Regions from separate parts of the Bos taurus genome. Here region 2 is linked to region 1. Evidence: chromatin contacts called from public Hi-C data. All regions are on one chromosome and are shown on one strand. The core of a region is the stretch at or near the end of the contact, and the rest is flanking DNA. Distances in the headings are between cores, read along the strand shown.

Region 1 (2,700 bases), core at 145-2,644:
CGAAGCCTGGATGCGAGCATCAGGAGGGACCAATGAGAACAGGTGAATGAACAAGCCAGACGCTCCCGCTCTGAATTCTTCACCAGTCAGGATGCCCCAAGCGTGAGGCCCAGAAGCAGAGACAGTGCAGGGGACGGAGCTAATTAAGCTGTAAGCCAGCCCCCAGAGTCCCCACTCATTTGTAATTATGCTCTCTGATCTCAGAAGCAGCCTGGGGCGCTCTGGGAGGGCAAGGTGGAGAAGGGGAAGCGGATGATTGAGAAGTTGATCGGGCCTTTTACAACGGATTTTCATGAAACTGACATGTACACCCTTCTCAGAGACTCCAGCTCCCTGAAAAGAACCAAAAACCGTGCCTAATTCTGCCAGGTGATCTGAGGAGCTCCAATTGGCCGGCCCCAGGGGGGTGCTGACTTATTTTATGTAGGTCAGGGGACCCCTGTGTGGTGTAATTTTGGAAGCCCCCCGCCTTGCTCCTGCCCACAGAAATACCCTGGTTCAGCTCACTGAGGCTGGCAGTCAAGTCGTGCAAGCATTCTAGTGCTTTGGCATCGCAAAAACCCAAACGCTGTGCTTGCTCTTGCAGACGCTGACTTCAGTGGACAGGAGGCACACCTAGTCTCTGTGACAGGACCTGACTGCTGTGTACCCCAACCCGTATTTTTTGTAAACTGTCAGCAAATCAAAACATGATCTAATTTTTAGACCCAATTTTTCGAATAAGTAAACTGAGGACCAGAAAGAGCTAACGACTTAATTAAAGACCAAGGAGACAGGATGTAGCAGAGCAGGACCTGTACCCTCTGGCCTCCAGTCAAGTGGACTCTGCAGTTCATAAGACGTGGGGTACAAAGAACAAGCTAGAAAGCTAACGATTGACCAAGCATCATTGTGGAGGCTGGTATTGGGTGGGGAAGGGAGCCTGCAGAAAGGGTTGGAGTCCGAACTTGGTCCCTGTTATCACCTTTGGTTACTTTTTGATTTGTTGACTGTTAGCAAAATCCAGGTTGAGAACACAGCCATGCTCCAAAGGATAAATTGCAAGCAGAAGCTCTCGAGCCGATGCGCTTCCATCTGTTAAGCTCATCCCGTGTCCTAACGGGTCCTGCTGACAGCTGACTCGGGTCTGGGCCCCTGAGCACAGGCTCCCCCAGACCCTGCTGCTCCCCAGACAGCCCCACAGAACCAAATAGCAGCCGCTCGTCTTCGTGTGCCTTTGAAGAAAGCCAGATAATACTGGGCTCAGCCTAGTTTAGGCAGTGGCTATTTCTTTTAAAAACAAAGAAGGAGACAGACAAAATTCCTGCCTGAATCCGTTTGCCCTGGCCCTGTGGCCAAGCCCCAGGAATTCTGCCCTGGCGGGGAAGATTCCAGCCTCAGCACTTTTCTGAGCAGACTTGCGGACTTGGGCCAGAGTCTCCGCCCCTGACTCTGGTTCCCAGAGTGGCAGCAAGGCATGTCAGAGGGAGCTGGCCTTCCAGAGCCTTCCAGATCTATGGCATGAAGCTAGGGGATCTTGAGACTTTTTCTATTTTTGTTACAAATTGTAAACAAAGCTTGTTTCATGGAGTTTTAATAAAGACTCCAGAGTTAAGGAACTTAGCCTAGTACCAGGCAGAGAGTAAGCACCCCCAAAATGGTCATTATGAAAATAATACATTTCTAGTGATAAAGGTAGCTGTCTCATTATAAACAAATTTAGAAAATACTGAGATGTACGAGGAACAAAATGAAATTTATTTACAATCCAAACTCACATACATGGGACCTTATGGATATATATCCTTCCAGAGTTTTTTCATAAACTCAATATATCTGTATCATAAACTGGATTATAATATAATAAACTATATTATAAAGCTGGGTTTAGAAAAGGCAGAGGAACCAGAGGTCAAATTGCCAACATTCACGGGATCTTAGAGAAAGCAAGGGAATTCCAGAAAAACATTGACTTCTGCTTCATTGACTACAAGAAAGCCTTTGACTGTGTGGATCATAATAAACTGTGGAAAATTCTTAAAGAGATGGAAATACCAGACCACCTTACCTGTCTCCTGAGAAACCTGTATGCAGGTCAAGAAGCAACAGTTAGGACCTTACATGGAAAAACTGACTTGTTCAAAACTGGGAAAGGAGTGTGACAGAATTGTATAACTCTGGTGCTGGAGAAGACTCTTGAGAGTCCCTTGGACTGCAAGGAAATCAAACCAGTCAATCCTAGAGGAAGTCAACCCTGAATATTTATTAGAAAGACTGATGCTGAAGCTGAAACTCCAATACTTTGGCCACCTGATGCAAAGGGCCAACTCATTGGAAAAGACCCTGATGCTGGGAAAGATTGAGGGCAGGAGGAGAAGGGAGTGACAGGGGATGAGATGGTTGGATGGCATCACTGACACAATGGACATGACTTTGAGCAAACTCCAGGAGATAGTGAAGGACAGGGAAGCCTGGTGGGCTACAGTCCATGGGGTGGCAAAGAGTTGGACAAAACTCAGTGACTGACCAACAACAAATAAACTGGATATGTCTGTCTCACACAGCATAAATGGAATGTATTTATTCACACAAAAATTTTGTTCATAAACATGGTTATATGTATTATTTGACTATATTTTCACTTTACAGCATTTCATGAGCTTCTTTTCATATTAATATTAACAAATATTCATTTAGTTATTATTCAGAACCACACAGTGT
Region 2 (2,700 bases), core at 78-2,577, 620 kb before region 1:
CTTAAGGCACCACTTCTTGGGAGCTGGATGAGTGGGGAAGGAGAGCAAATATGTTAAAGAATAAATTATCCTGTAGACACAGCCTAGTGGAAAAGGTAAATGGAAGATATGAACTTTAACCAGTTACAGCTTGGCATTTAGTTGAAGAATCTTAAGATTCAGAGAGGAAATGCTTTGCTCAAGGTCATACAGCTATTTATAGCAGAGTTGAGTCCTTAGAATCTTCCGAATTTATTAATCCAAAATTTTTCCCCCTCAGTTTTGAACTGTTCCCTAAGAGAGCCAGATTCAAAGTCAGGCTCAGCTGCTGCCATTACTCAGCTGGTTAACCCTGGACAAATAACATCTCTCACCCTGTTTCCTTAGCAGAAACTGGGAATATTACTCTGCAGGGTGGCTGTGCGGTTGAAAAAGAAGACTCTATTCCGTGTGCCCTGCCTATAGCAGAACCTCCGTAAATACTCGCTTCTTTGCTCATCGTTATCGTTTTGATGGACAGGCAGGCATGCCCCAGGTTACCTTCTCTCGTCTCAAAGTTTCAGTTGCGTTCTATTTCTCCCCCACGCGCCCCAATACCACGCAGATGCATTTTAAAGTCTCGTGGCCGGGGTGGGGGTGGGTAGAGAGCAGGCTTTCTGTCATTTATTTTGACTTGAATCGAGACAACGTAACGTAACCACCCGGCAAACCGTGGATCAGGCGAACTGACCAGGGAAGGAAGGGGGCGCGGGCCCCGGCCGCATCCACGGAGGATGCTGCCTGCTGCCCCTCTGCGTCCCGGTGCTGCCCGGGCCCCCTCGCCCTCCCCGCCGGGGTCTCGGGCCGCTTGCAGGCGTCGGGAGCCGTGCCGAGTCGGGGCGGCGGGGCGCGCGGCGCTGATTGGCAGAGCGGGCGCCGCCGTCCAGGAAACGGCTCGGGTTTCAGCGGGGGCGTGACCCGCCGGGAGGGGGCGGCGGCGGCGGCGGCGGCAGCGGAGAACGCCGCGGAGAGCCGAGCGGGCGGGCGGGCGAGCAAAGGAGCGAGCGCGGCCGCCACAAAGCTCGGGCGCCGCGGGGTCTGCGCGCGGCGTAGCTGGCCCGGCGCAGCGACTCCTTTCCAGGCTGGCGGGGCCCGGGCGCCCCGAGGCCGCGGCTTTCCTCCGCGCTCCAAGCGTTCGCAAGTTGCGAGCGAAGTTTGGTGGAGGAAACGCCAAGCCCGACTCCTTTCTTCCTCCCGCTCCCCAAATCCGAGCGCAGCCCGCGGGCGTCATGCCCGCGCGCCTCCGCAGCCTGGGGTGCGCGTGAAGCCTCGAACTTTGGCGCCGGCGAGTACCACATTTTTTTTTTTTTTTTTTTTTTGCGGGGAGTTGGTCGTTTGCTCCATCCCGACCCACGCTGGGCGCGGGGACAGACCCGATCGCCGGGGATCGTTGCCATTCAAGGTAATCGCCGAGTCGGGCGCCTCGGGGGAGCTTCGCGGGGCGGGACAGTGGGCGCGGTGGAAGCCCGAGACGCCCGGTGCACGGACTCCCGAACGGAGGGCTGGCACTGTGGAGGCGGCTCCCTGTGCCTCCTCTTTGGCTGCATAGGCGATGGGGGAGCTGGGTGCCTGCTGACGGCTGGCGTTTGGGAAGTTCTGCCGCTACCACCCCCATCCAGATGCTGACATCTGCCTCTGGCGTTGACACCCCCCCCGCCCCCGCCCGCCTCCCTGTCAAACTCTGGCTGGCGCACTCCCGCTGGCCGGGCGCGATCCTCCGACCCCGGAGCTGGCGGGCGAGCGGCGGGGCAGCCTCGCTGGTGGCACAGCCCGGTAGGTCCCGGACTCGGAGGGGGCATCTTCGAAGGTGCTTCGTTCCGAGGCCCGGGGAGCCCCCATTCCGTCTCATCCAGGCCCGGGCCGGGGACCCTTCCCCGGGAGGGGTCCGCTGAGGTGGGGCTGGCAACACCTCTGTAGGGTAGGCGAGGGCTCGGGGCTGGGGGTGGCGCTCTGGGAAGGGGGCTGCTCCGGTTTCCCGATTGCAGTGCCCTTCGGCCTCCCTGGCCCGCAGCCGCCGTCTCGGCTGGAGGGAGCGCGGCTCGCCTGGGGCTAGGGGGCGAACTGGACCGACTTTTTCTAGTTCGCTGCCTGCTCTACCGGCAGCAGCTCGGAGATGTCGAAAGCACAGGCGAGTTCTAACTTGCGCGCTCATTCTTTCAGCGCCGGGGCCGCGCCGGGGAGTCAGCCGAGGGCCGGGCCAGGCGCTGGCTCCGACCCTCGCGGCCACGGGGCCAGGCGCAGGGGTCCGGCCCGGGGCCGTGGAGCCTCAGTCCCCCTCGCCTCCCGCTCCTTTGCAAACTCTTCTCCGGACCTTCCTTTCTCTCGCCCAATTCAATAAAACCACCCTTAAAGGCAAACCTTCTTTCACCCATTATGTGTTTGGTGTGAAACGCTATCAACATTTAAAACCCCATTGTCCCCTGGGTCCCAAATCCCTGTAAATCTTCCACCGGCCTCGACTCATTTTCATCTGAAAAGCCTGTTTAGTTTGAATAGAAAAGCAATCGGGCGCCCCTCTCTCTCGCCCTGGAATGTCAATTAAAATGCAGATTTCTCTGAGCTCTTTAGCGCCCCGAGAAGGGGGAGAAAATCACTATATTCCTAGCACACAAATGAAAGAACTGCTACAACTGAAACCGGGTTGGTGGTGTTGAGTTCTCCCGGAGCTGCTGCAAGTTCTCG

Evidence for each region. A called contact is a pair of places that touch in the nucleus more often than the background predicts.
Region 2: a Hi-C map of liver shows a contact between it and region 1, with 2.2 times the contacts expected there. The contact joins the promoter of FGFR2 here to the enhancer-like site in region 1. A contact is called at or near these places in 2 of 11 Hi-C or Micro-C datasets (liver and skeletal muscle).

What each region holds. Positions count from the first base shown.
Region 1 is chr26:40,935,170-40,937,869 of ARS-UCD2.0, reverse strand. No RefSeq gene overlaps it. Among named protein-coding and RNA genes, the nearest start is that of WDR11, 97 kb to the right of the region's middle. Within about 2 kb of position 1,394, at least 5 of the 102 cell types and tissues checked have an H3K27ac peak or open chromatin away from gene starts, as enhancers often do. A contact at or near this core is called in liver, where this site is marked.
Region 2 is chr26:41,556,363-41,559,062 of ARS-UCD2.0, reverse strand. FGFR2 (fibroblast growth factor receptor 2) reads left to right here and starts at 1,327. Exons shown (of 18, transcript NM_001205310.2): 1 at 1,327-1,420.